Regions from separate parts of the Gossypium hirsutum genome. Here region 2 is linked to region 1. A link is a contact called in public Hi-C data. All regions are on one chromosome and are shown on one strand. Each heading gives the region's core, a stretch centred on a gene start, on an enhancer-like site or on the middle of the called end of the contact. The rest is flanking DNA. Distances are from core to core; before and after follow the strand shown. Region 1 holds the start of LOC107921064 (UDP-glucosyltransferase 29). Region 2 holds the start of LOC107921645.

Region 1 (6,868 bases), core at 4,082-6,581:
AATAATTATACATACATATATAAAATAATAAAAAATAAGTATATTTTAAAAAAGGAAAAAAAAGGGAGTATTTAATCACTTAAAAACGTAAATATATACATATATATATGAAAATATTCATTAAAAAATAGGAAAATATTTGTTTTTTAAAAAGATATATATATGTGTACATATAAAAAGAATATATATAGATAAAAAATTAGAATAAAAATAATAATTACACTATTAATTAATAAAATAAATAAAAAGAACATAAAAAAATTAAATTGAATTGCAATTACAATATCTGGGGTAAATCCGCAAATAAATAAAAGTAAAAGGACTAATTTGAACGCACGAGTTACATAGAGAGGCTGAAAGGGAAATTTTCCCTTCTCCTCTAAAACGGTGTCGTTCAAAAGGATTAAATTGGAATTTAAAATAAATAAAAGGGTAAATTAAAAAAATAAAGAAAACTTAATTACAAAAACATTAAAAAGCGGAGGGACTAAATAAATAAAATTCGCAGCGGTATCACATTCTCCTTTTTTTAAAATCATAAATAAGTAAAAAAATAATCGAAAAAAAAAATAGTAAGCCACCTTTAAAAAACTGTCAATCGTTATTTTTTTATTTCTCCTCCTCTTTTCTCTTTTTTCCTTCTTCTTTTACAATGAAGGGGGAGACCTCTATTTATAGTTGAGCCTCCCCAAATCCAATGGTACAGATCAATTACATCAACGGCTGAGATTAAAGAGTATCTACAAATTAAATCTCTAATATTACAAAATTATATATTCTAAGATTGCATATCATATCTAAGATTATATATCATATCTAAGATTGCATATTATATCTAAGATTGTATATCCTCAAAAATTATGTTTTCATATATGAGCCCGGACTAAAATTGGGTATTACACATACGAATAAACAAGAAGAGTAAAAAAAACAAGAAAGACGGGCTAGGGACCTTCTATGTCACCCTTATCTCTCATAATAGTTAATTTATACTATTTCTATGTTAATTTCATTCATCTTCAGCTTCAACATCGAAAATCATTCCAAATATTCTACAAATCAGAATGATAACAAAGAAATAGACACCAAGACACAAACATTATAAAAGCTCACCCTTCTCAATATCATCATATTCCATATCAAGATCACCTCCCCTTGGACCTTCTTCATCATCATCACCACTTTTTTTTGTTAAGTCCAAGCCTATTCTTCCTGGCAGCTTCCTCTTCTTCATCTTCTTCTCCTCTATCTGATACATGACCTTCTTCCTCCTCACCAGTTGACTTTTTATGTCCCCTCCCACCAGCAGCAGCAGTTTCTTTTTCATCAATCTTCTCCACTTCACCAAAAGCAGCAGCGCCATTATTCGAAGCTTTCATCATCCATCTCTCATAACCATCTGCAGTCTTACTCTTGTTCTTCATTTTTTCTTCAGCTTATTCTAGTGTAAGTTGCTTATATTGAGCAACCTTGTTAAAATTGTACCTGTCAAAGAGTTTCACAATTAAAAAACTAATAAGACTCAAATATAGCGATATTATAGAACAACAGTGCAATAAGTGGTCGGAACAGTGATGAGTAGTCAAAACAACAATAATATGTCACTCATACTAAGAACCAGCATGAATAGCTACAAATTCCTTTCCTTGCATCATAAGCAGGTAATAAGTTGTCGACTGTGAACCTTCAAGTTGACCTTGATATTGAGCCTGACCTGTTTCATCCTCCAATAACCAAGGTTTGTTCTTATATTTCTCCTGAAAAAATAGGAGCCAGCAATAATAAAATTCAGCATCAAAGTCAATAAGGGCATAATTAAATCAAAGTCAATAAAGTCAATAATGAAAACTGCTTCAGTCTACTTTTTACTTTACTTTGTACAACAATTACATGATATGCCAAAATAAAAACATGGGTCTACGTCACAGAATCCAGAAAAAACTTCATAGAACTTTCTCTAAAAATTTACTTGTCAATGTTCTCAACCTTTTTTCAGGAATTTGGAGCATGCAGAAACCATATAATTTAGCTATCCCGTTTTACAGTGAAAGCTAGGAACATACAAGAAACAGATGAAAAAGGATAAATCTAATACCCGTAAAGCATCAGTAACTTGGCGTCCTTGTAGCCCATCTTTTTGCAGAGACCATCTATTCTCAGCATTTTTCTTCTTTGAAAAATTGGAAAACCCAGTCATAAACCTACCAATAAATTGATTTTTTGTATAAAGTGCATGCCCTAAAAAATAATTAAAAAAGAATAAGTTTAAGGTATGCATGAACAACCCTCTCATTTCTCCATCCCTGTAAAATGAAGCTAGAAGTTAAAAGATTTCGTGAAAATTACCATTCTTTCACTACTTTTCAAATTCTTCAAATACTCTATTAGCTTTTGGATCAGAACAAACTTCTTTTTTTGCTACTATTGTATTTATGTAAATAGCAGCAGAACAATCCTGAACTGCAGAAGGCATGTTAAAAAGCACAAAGCGAAAACATAGAGAAGCTTCTCCATGTGTATATATATAGTATTAAGCAAATTAGAGATGTAACCTAAATTGAACCCCAAGAGTGAAATTCTTGTGAAAAATGGAATGGTTCCTTTCATCAGCTTCATCCCTGGGAGGATACTTGACCCCACAAATTGAACAGGCATGGAGAAGAAAATCAGATTGACCTAACTCCAAATGAAACTGTGCATAACTTCTCTTCTTATTTAGATTTCTCCCATTTGAACCACATTCTTCCCTTGAAACCCTAGCCTCTGATATGGGTTTGTCGAACTTGTCATCGCCAGATTCTTTTTTCTTGTCATTCCTTAAAAAGTACCAAAAGTAAATAAAATTAAAAAATAAAACAAAACAAAAATCCAGACTTTTTGTAGAAAAGAAATTACCCATAAAAATTTGAAGGTCTACGCGTGTAGGTGTTAACAATGGTGTGCTGACTCTTCTCCTAGGTGGCTAATTCATCGCTCTCATCATCGCTGAAAACTGGAGGTGAATTTGAGCGCTCAACCGATAGAGAAGGAGGCTTGAAGAAGGAATTTATTTTGGATTGCATCTTCGACCCTCTTTTGGATGATTCATCAAAATGGCATATTGGTGGAGTTTTTGACTTTTTGTTGCTGCTGAAGTGGCTCTAAAGATTTTAAAAGATATTTTAAAGAAGGGGGAAAATTAGAAGAGATTTCATTTGAAATTTTGGGGTAAAAAAATATAATTACAAAACAATGTTGTTTTGCAAAAAAATAATCGTGGCGTTTGGGAAAAAAATGCTACTATAGTTCGACTTTTAGTGGCGTTTGGACCAAAAACGTCATTGTTGCTCAACTTTTTTGCAGCGTTTGCAACAAAAATATCGCTATTGCTTACTTTTTGCGGCGTTTTTTTTAAATTTTAAATAAATAATTTTTTAAATTTTAAGTAATATTTGAAAGAATTAGATAACATTATAATTTTTAGTTTTTGTATTTTATTTTTATTTTTGCATTTTATTTTCATTTGTTATAATTTGGTCCTATCTAAAATAGATAGTTACCTATCCATATCAATCTGTTACTTTTTTTATCAATGTTTTTTTAAATCTAATATTTAAATATATCAAATGGTTTAGATTAAATATTTTTAATTATAAAAGCATTAATTGATTGTATAAAATTTCATCATTTAACAAATCTCAAGTAAACTTTAAATCCTAAATCATTTAATATATATAAAGTATATCTATTATCTCTTAAATACGTTAAACTATAATCATAATTTTAATATATTAAAATTAATATTATCTCTTTTACAATTATATAAGAAATTATTTAATATATAAATTAAAAAATAATAATTATTTTAAACCCTAAACCCTTAACAAATATCCCTTAAACCCAGAATTATAAAACATAAACCCTAAACCCTAAACTCTTAACCCTTAACCCCTAAACCTTAAACCCCAACCCTTACACCATAAACCATAAACCATAATCTCTAAACTCTTAATCCATAAACCTTAAAATAGTAACTCCTAAACCTTAAACCCTAAATTATAATGATAATTAATTCAATATTTTAAAATTAATACTATCTCTTTTATGATTATATAAGAAACTATTTAATATATAAATTAAAAAACACTAATTAAACCCTAAACCCTTATCTCCTAAACCCTAAATCATAAACCATAAAACCTAAACCCCTAATCCTAACCCCTAAATCCCAACCCTTAAACCATAAACCATAATCCTTAAACCATAAAACTCGATCTATAGCGGCGTTTTTCAAAAAGCGCTGCTAATGCCACTAAAGGTCAACATAAAATGACAATGTAAATAAATAACTCATTATAAATTAATTAATTTAATTTGATAACTCATATTGATTAATTGATTTTGTTAGATTTATGAACTTTAAAATTAATTATGTGAAAGAATGTAAACAAATATGCATAAAAGTAATAATGCGTGCACCTGTTATACGTCTTTTAATTTCATTGATCTGATTCTCACTTTATTTCTTTTTTGAATATAATGTTTACCTTGTTTGATGAAAATTCACGATATAAATTCTATAATAGGTTTACAACGAATCTCTCTCCATAACAACGTGATGATATCGACGTATAATAATCTATCTCTTCATATGAGACAAAGAAAATTTCACGAATTAACCAAATATAACAAATGATGTGAATAGTTATGGATTAGTATTGCGGGTTTGAGAAGCAGAAATAAGTTAAATGGTAAAATCAATGTTGTTTCCCCCTTCTCAGTTCCCCAACAACTTTGTGATTTATTTGACAGCTACTGTTGGTTTGGTTAAAGAAATTTTGTAACCGCGGCAGAGTTTTGAATAAAAAATTACAAGAAATTCATGGTTGAATAAAAATATAAAAAAAGTATTCAGCGTTGAATAAGACTGCACAAATACACACAACAATCGTGCTTGTTTTTCCCCTATTTAATATTGCATCCTTTCATGCTCTTTTGCATTTAATTGACATATAAATGAAATTTACCTGAAGTGTTGAAAATATTCTTTTAAAGAAAATTAATAAATTATTCATGAAATACAATTTTAAATAGTTCATTGACGTTACTCCAGCTGGAAATTCAGATTTTCAACGCCCCATGCTTCACGTTTGTATGAACATGATTAAGGTGGATCCATGCTATAAAGGAAGTTTCCCTGACCCTGCTCGTGGGGTGGGTCCATTTTTGTCTCTTTCATATCATATACATTTGTTTGAAATTTTTATGTGCGTAATAATTGGTATTCTGCACTTTCATCTATTTATAAATCCATCAAACATAGAAGGCAAAAGAGAGGTAGAAAGAGCGAGATGGATACAAAGCAAAAGAGAATTCGTGTGTTAATGTTCCCATGGTTAGCTCATAGCCATATTTCATCCTTCTTAGAGCTAGCCAAGAAGCTCATGAACCATAACTTGTACGTTTACTTCTGTTCCACCGCTACAAATCTTGATTCCATCAAGCCAAAAATTTCACCTCATCACTCACTTTCAATTCAATTCATTGAGCTCAAGCTGCCATTGTTGCCTGAGCTTCCTTCTTACTATCACACCACCAAAGGATTGCCAACCCATCTATTGAACGCCCTATTTAAAGCCGTCGAAATGTCCGGCGATGGGTTTGCCACAATATTGAAAACCCATAACCCGGATTTGCTTATTTATGATTTGCATCAACCCTGGGCACCTACACTTGCTTCCTCACTCAACATACCTGCCATACTTTTCTACACTGCTTCTGCAGCTGGGCCTTTTTTCGCATTTCATGCATGGAAGAAACTTAAAGGGGAGGAGTTTCCCTCTCCTGAATTTTACATAAACGATTGCTTTATGCCAACAAAAAGCTCCAGAAACGAGTTTGGGCGTACTCCACCTGATTCAAGTAATACAGAAAAGACTTTTCAGGCCTTTAGACACTCTTTGGATATCATTTTGGTTAAGAGTTTTAGTGAGCTTGAAGGGAAATACATGGACTATCTTTCAATCCTATTAAACAAGAAGGTAGTTCCAACAGGTCCACTAGTTCAAGACGCCATTGAAGAACACCATGAGAACGAGAAAGAGATACTTGAATGGCTTACCAAGAAGAGAAAAGCCTCCACCGTGCTCGTTTCCTTCGGGAGTGAGTATTATCTCTCGAATAAAGAAAGGGAAGCCATTGCTGAGGGGCTTGAGCTTAGTGAGGTGAACTTCATTTGGGTCCTCAGATTCCCTGTTGGAGATAAAGATAAACCCAAACTTGAAGAGGCATTACCTGAAGGATATCTGGAAAGGATTGGTGAGAGAGGGCTGATGGTGGAAGGTTGGGCACCACAGGCGAAAATACTGCAACACTCAAGCATTGGGGGATTTGTGAGTCACTGTGGGTGGAGCTCTGTAATGGAAAGCTTGAAATTTGGAGTTCCAATCATAGCGATGCCTATGCTTATGCATATTGACCAGCCATTGAATGCTAGGCTTGTACAAGATGTTGGTGTTGGAGTAGAGGTAAAGAGAGGTAAGGATGGGAGCCTTGAAAGAGAAGAGATAGTCAAAGTGATCAAACAAGTGGTGGGAGAGAAAGATGGGGAGAATATAAGAAATAAAGCTAGAGAAATGAGTAACCACATTAAAATCAAAAGAGATGAAGAGGTAGATGAAGTTGTACAAGAAATTAACAAAATTCTACATAAAGGAGGGTTGAAGATTCATGATAAAAAAGTAAATGTTTGACAGTTTAATTAGGGGACAAACAAATAAGCTTGAGGTTTGATGAAGTCTCTTCTTTTTGGTTTCATCACTTTCTGTTGAAATTGGCCAACCATGCTGCTGTTACATGTTTTGGTTTAAGTGCATGCAGCTTGATGACA
Region 2 (6,875 bases), core at 2,733-5,232, 130 kb before region 1:
ACTGTTCAGCATAGCCAATGCGAAGCTGAGGAGACAAGCTTGATGCTGGATGCTAGCCAGAATACAATGCCATTGCCACAGAAGAAATGTAAAAAGCTTTCTAGTGTGCCAATTGTTGTGGAGTTCAGAGCGTCATCTGTTCAAATGAACATCTCAAAGTTGCATGGGGACCTAAATAAGAGCAACATTGTGAAGACGGAATTTGCTGAATCAGGGGCTTTGGTTGATGATCTCGGTGCAAAGGGTGTGGTACCCCGGCCTTTGGATGCAAATAGCTTGATGAAAATGAAGTTGCGTGATTTGAGGGCCATTGCGAAATCGCAGAAGTTAAAGAAATACTCGACAATGAAGAAAGAAGATCTGGTCAAACGATTGGAAAATGGATTAAGTTGCTAATGAATATATGAATTGCTTTTTGTACAGGTTAGTAGTTTCCCACATGTTTTGTTCTTCTTCTCATGCTTGTTGCATTGGCATATATGTCTGAATTTGCATCATTGTATGAATCCCAAAGGTAAAATATGTTAAGTCTCTTCATTTTCCTAGAAGTAGCTATGTTGGATACCCGCATCTAACCCATATTTGAATATAAGTCTTTATAACCTTCTAAAGACAACCCATTTGGGTATCCAATACTCACAACTTGAGTATTGGATAACGCAGATCTTTACTCTTGATTTAGGGATCACACAATAAGAGAATGCTCGTTCGTATCCGATTCTATGACTCGTGCAAAATGTATGCATGTGTATGTGGGTGCGTCTGTATGTCATACAATGTGTGTATGAGTCTGTCTGTGTGTGTTTGTGCGTGCACGCGTATGTGTGTGCATGTATGTGTATGTGTGTGTGTATGTGTATGTGTATGTGTCTTTATTAACTGTGGCAGGAACAGCATAAGACACTGATACGGTCTACATTAAGGAAAAAGACATTCGACACTGTTGGAGAAAGATGAATAGGAAATTCAAATTATTTAAAAAATGGAAAAGAAAATAATTTAATTTTAACTTCAAAATTAATTGAAAGAAAATATCTACAAAAGGATTAAGAGCTAAATTTCAAATGTCCAAATGTTTGGCATGCTTTGCGTTCCAATTACGGTTTGTTAATAAAAACAAATGTTTTTACTTAAATTTAATTATTAAAAACAAAAAAGTTGATATAAAAAAATAATATTTTAATATCCGAGAAAGAGAAAAATGTAATAATTATATTTAATATTTAAATGTTTAATTAGAGTTTTTAATATCTATTTTTTTATTCAATGATGAGATGACATATTGTTCACCAACAATGTGTGAAACTTATGCATCGGTAATACGCCAAATATTATTTCTTTCTTTATATTTTTTATTTTAAATATAGAATCTAAAAACTTCATCAAGACTATTGTTACTATTTTTTTATTAGACATTTCATTTTATAAAGCAAGGGTTACAAGGACTAACATCCAATACTATAAAGAATTCAAACCCAAATTTACATAGTGGGAGAAGTAGTCGAGTAACTCAGTTTCGTACAAGACAAAGCTAACCTAACACTCTATGAAGAAAAGAACAAGTAGCCATTGCTTGATTCAGGTCTTCTCGTCAATAAAGTTGGAGCAAGGAGAGACTCATGCACGTTACTTCTGCCAACCAACCATGGAGAAGATCATTGATACGAATTTTTTTTTATCTAAATTCTTATCGTTGTGGCAATAGAAGCATCTCTAAATATGAAACAATAATTTTATTATTCGAAAGAACTAAGCCTCTTCAAGCCGAAAAATTAGTTGATGGTCGATGAGGCTGTATGTTGACCGACTGCCCTACGACCATGAGGATTGTTGGCATAAAGCTCTCAAAGGCGCTAGAGCTTTCTCCCTCTTTCAATAGTTTGGGATCTCCAACCAAAGATTTGAGCAATTTGAACTCTCACTTATGTTAGGTGGATGTTAGGAAGTGATCTCATGGTGATTGATGGAGGAAAAATCTAGGTTTAATCAATTCAATTAATTAGACTGTTGGTTGAACCGTTTAAAAAATAAAAGATAAAAAAAAACTAAAAAAATTATAAACATAAATAAAATAACAATAATGACATAAACATTAATTAAATATTCTCCATAACAATACCACTCATCTAGCTTAAATTTTTTCACTCTAATTACTGATGAATGATAGGAATATACTAACTTAGATTTCGATAAATTCATTTAGGCTTTGTTTTATTTTTTGTTGCATTTTTTATGTTAGCTTTTTATTTGGGCCAAAAGTTTAAAATATATTATAAGGGATTTACAATTTTTTTACTAGTTCAATCGATTGCGATTTTTAAATTTACTCAAAATTCAATTTAATATTTTTTTCGAATTAATGCATCCATCAGTTTTTGATTTAACCAGTTAAATTGATTAATACAATCCGATATAAAAAAAAATTGTAAAAGGAGAAAGGGAGGAGGGGAGCGATTAGCACCCTTCTTGACCGGAGACGGCGACAAGAAGTAATGGCAAAGGCGGGGATATAAGACATGAATACAAATTTAGAACAAATTTCACGTGTACAATCTTTATATTAAATTTAGCGACGAAATCGACCAAACTCATAATCTCATCTTCTCTAGCTTTGAGGATATGCTGGTTCCAAGGTTGCTTTTGAAACATTACATAAGAGACAAAAAGGATAAAAACAACACAAAATTGTCAAAAGCAACCATTTAAAAGAAAAAACAAAAGAAAATTTGTTGGGTCGAAAATGAGTTTTATAATTTTTCAATAAACACAACTTGACTTTAGATAGAGTCTGGCCCAATGCCAATAGTGGGGCTCTTACACAAAAAGAAGGTGTCATGGTCCTACCAAGAGCTATGAATGGACATAGGTGAAGCCCAAAAATATAAATTAATTATATCTTTTTTTGTGTAATCGATATGCTAAATATTCAAATTTAGTAAGATTAAAGAGATTTTAAAATCAAAGTTTTAAGAAGTAAGGTGATAATTGATTCCCATATTTGAATTCACATCCTTGTATTTTTTAAAATAAAATGGATTTAAATAATAAATATAAAATTCAAAATTTTTATTTGTAAAATTAAATTGATGTTATGAATATTATTAAGTAGATGCTTATTATAATCAACCTTTCAACTTCCTTAACTCTTCACCTTTCATTTCCTATTGATGTATTAGAAAATTAGAAGTCTAATCTCCCTATATATATATAGGAGTATACTAATTGTAATGATGATGAAAAAGAAGAGAAATTCAATAGAAATCCCAATTATTCTCATCTATTATTCTTGTGTTCTTTGCATTATTATTATTTCATAACACGTTATCAACACGATCTTGTTCGATAGCATTCAATATTTCATTGGAGAAAAAGTAATCTAGATGTACAATGTCCTTATTGAAGCAACAATCCTAAGACATGCGATTTTCTATGCATGAATGAAAGATTTTGAGATTTTTAATATTCTAAATGAAAAAAAGTTAAAAATGATACTCTTTTTTTTTTCATATTTAAGTATGAATTTATGTTTTATATATTTCATGGTATGTTTTTTTAGACTTTGAATAATATTAAAGTATCAACAACTTGAATATTTTTGCTTAAATATGTATATATTTCATAACATATATCATTGATATGATAGCTACATTGCCTACTAGATTATTTCTAATAAAGCCATATATGATTTATGAGTATAAAGGAATTTGACTTTTTATATAGACAAAGCAAAAACCATTGTTTTTGTCCAACATCATTTATATGAAGGATCAAAAATGGAATATCTAGATAAAAGAAAGAGGAATATGCAATAGAAGCAAAAATTTTTGAAGTATAGAGAGATAAAACGTGAACAACAACGAACCCTCAGATGCTATCAACAGCAACGAATGCTCCGGCGATTTAATCCCGACGGAGCTGCTAAGGGCGACTAAGAAAATAAAAAACAAAGACACCGCCTTAACAGATGGTGATGATCTGGTGATGCTAGAACCAGCACCAAACAAGCCCTTCTTTAAAGAAATACTTTTAGACAACAGTAGTACAATCCCAAGGGTGGGCATGCGCATGCCTTTGAACGAAGAAGAGGAGGTTACACTCCTTGACGATGATGTCTCAATATCCATGGATGGACCCTATCCCCAGGTGTGCTTCTCGACAAGAGTCCACTATTTGATCGATGAGCATAACAAGCAAATGGTGATAGTACGAATGCTAGGCAGACCAATCGGATACAGAGCATTAGCCAACAAAATCAAAAGCCTTTGGGAACTAACAGGCGACTACAAAATAGTTGACCTGGACAATAACTACTTTCTAGTAAAACTTGCTAGCCAGAACGACTATAACAGAGTTATCATGGGCGTCCCTTGGATGGTGTACGGGCACTACCTGGTGGTGCAACCATGGAATCGGTATTTCTTTACAGAGGAGAACTACCCATCCAAGATCATTGCGTGGATAAGGTTACCAGGGCTCCATTATTTCTATTACACAAAGGGACTAGTGAGAGCATTGGCTTCTGTCATTGGCAACGTAGTCAAGGTTGACTACAATACCATCGATGGGACAAGGGGCAAGTTTGCTAGAGTAGCCGTGGTGGTGGATATCTCTAAACCCCTTGTGCCATTCATCGGTGTTGACAGGAAGAAACAAACAATAGTTTACGAAAGCCTCCCGTCCATCTACTACACCTGTGGTAAGGTAAGCCACATCAAGGAAAACTGCAGTCAGGGCCCAAAGGAACAAACAGTGAATTAGCCGATCATTGCCATGGAAGAAACAACAGCGCAAACTCTAACGAGTAGGGTGGGGGAGTCGGACCTCAACACCAAGGACCAAGACTTTTATGGCCCTTGGATACAAGTGCTGAATCACCGTAACAAAAAGTAGTCGACAGTTGTTAGAAACGATGGCCGTCCGGCGAACCAAGCTAAAGGCGCCTCATCATCACAACGATTTGCTGCCTTTCCATACTGAACCCTGAAGATAGCCTGCAGGAACCTACAACCTTTTTGCCTAACCCCTTGCAGGAAGCCAGCGGTTACCCGAAAGCCAAAAAAGGAAAGAAAAATCAAACACTTTCGTTAGAGCCTGAATCAGCTTCCCATTCGGTGCTAAATAACAACCGTTTTATGCCTTATCCCAAAACTTACTATCTCGAATGACAAGGAAAAAAACTCCAAAAGCAAAAGTCAAACAAATGGCAGGTCACCAAAAGACAAATTCATGTCACATTTGGAGCCTATGGGTTCAGGGGCATCAGTCCAAGTCCCTAACGAACAGGCCGATTTGCTAGCTGGCCCAAGTGGAAGCTCTAGACATGCAAACAAGCCCAAATTAGACAACACCACAGTGCTTTTTAAACCTGGTTCTGAATACCCGAAAGAGGTTGTTGTCCAATTAACAGAAGGTATTTTAGACCCTGGAAAACACTCTGTGGTCACTTTTAAGGAAATTCCGAATTCCATTGGTCGCACCAAAAGTTGACACTTAGAACCTTTAGGAACTAATAGCTCAGGAAGTAAAGAACGGAAAATTTATGGTAAAATTAGTGTTTCCCATGGAGGTAAAAAATCCAATATTGCTATGCGAGGAAGGGGTAGTCGTTTGAAAACATCAATAAACACCCGAGTTTCCCTAGCCGACATAGTGGAAGAAATGGTGAATCTTATCTCAACGAAGTTGACAAATGAAAAGGACACTGAATTGTATGATGAATCCGACCCTAGCGACACCAGTGAGCCTCAACATTAACGGTATGCATTTTGTTCTCCTCGTTAATTTTACATGACTATTTCATTTTTTTCATAGAATTATCAGGGTTGTGCCAATGCAAGATTTCCCCGTATTTTTTGAGAATATAATATGGAGTATAAACCAGAAAGTATCCGTTTGCTTGAAAAGAGAGTCAGTGGCTCGAAAGTGGATAAAATAATTACAAATTTAGGATTTTAGTTTTCACATCGTGTGGAGGCTATTGGTTACACCGGGGGCATTTGGCTTGGTTGTAAAGATTCAGTTCAAGTGGAGGTGGTCCATAATCACTTGCAATTTATTCTAGCCTAGGTTTGGTCTAATTCTCACTCATCATCTTTCATGGTGTCATTTGTGTATGGTAGCCCTAACTATAAAAAATGCCAAGATCTTTGGCGAAATCTGAGGTTATCTAGTCCTATGGGTTATATTCCATGAGTGATTACCGGTGACTTCAACACAATCTTATCTTCTATTGAGAAAATAGGGGGCCTTTTGCTAGGGAAGAGATATCCCTATTTTGGTGATTTTGTGAATTTAACTGAGTTACACGACTTGGGAGTTAGAGGTCCTCCTTTTACATGGCACCGGGGCAATCTGTTTGAAAGGTTGGATCGTGCTTTAGGAAATAAAGCCTGGCTTAAAAACTTCCCAAGTAGCTTGATTACTCATTTGTCGAAGATTAAGTCTGATCATAGACCCATTCTCGTAAATCTTAAGCCGGAGTTTACCTTGCCTAGAGGAAGACCGTTTCGATTTCTTGCAGGGTGGACTGAATATCCAGATTTTGGAAAATTTGTCAAGGATCAGTGGGATTTTAGAGGTTTTATGTCAGAGTCTTTAGCCCTGCTCACGGATGATTTAAAGGATTGCAATAAGTCCGTCTATGGCCACATCACTACTCGCAAGAGAAATTTGATTCATAAACTTTCTACAGTCCAGAAGAAGATGAACATTTTGGGTTCTAATCTCTTAGCCTCTCATGAATTGGAATTAAGGCAAGAGCTGGAGAATGTGCTACATCATGAGAAAATCCTTTGGAAGCAAAATGCTAGATGTGATTGGCTTCACTTAGGGGACTGCAACACCAAATTCTTTCACGCTCGTGCCCTACAGAAAAG

The links. A called contact is a pair of places that touch in the nucleus more often than the background predicts.
Region 2: a Hi-C map of leaf shows a contact between it and region 1, with 2.7 times the contacts expected there. The contact joins the promoter of LOC107921645 here to the promoter of LOC107921064 in region 1. A contact is called at or near these places in 7 of 34 Hi-C or Micro-C datasets (anther, hypocotyl, leaf and 1 more).

Annotation. Positions count from the first base shown.
Region 1 is chrD01:27,076,813-27,083,680 of Gossypium_hirsutum_v2.1, reverse strand. It overlaps LOC107921064 (UDP-glucosyltransferase 29), which reads left to right and starts at 5,331. Exons shown (of 1, transcript XM_016850917.2): 1 at 5,331-6,731. The coding sequence starts at 5,331. The coding sequence ends at 6,731. It also overlaps the pseudogene LOC107921646.
Region 2 is chrD01:27,206,798-27,213,672 of Gossypium_hirsutum_v2.1, reverse strand. LOC107921645 reads left to right here and starts at 3,982. Exons shown (of 1, transcript XM_016851474.1): 1 at 3,982-4,758. The coding sequence starts at 3,982. The coding sequence ends at 4,758. It overlaps LOC107922510, which reads left to right. Exons shown (of 10, transcript XM_016852585.2): 10 at 1-548. The coding sequence ends at 396.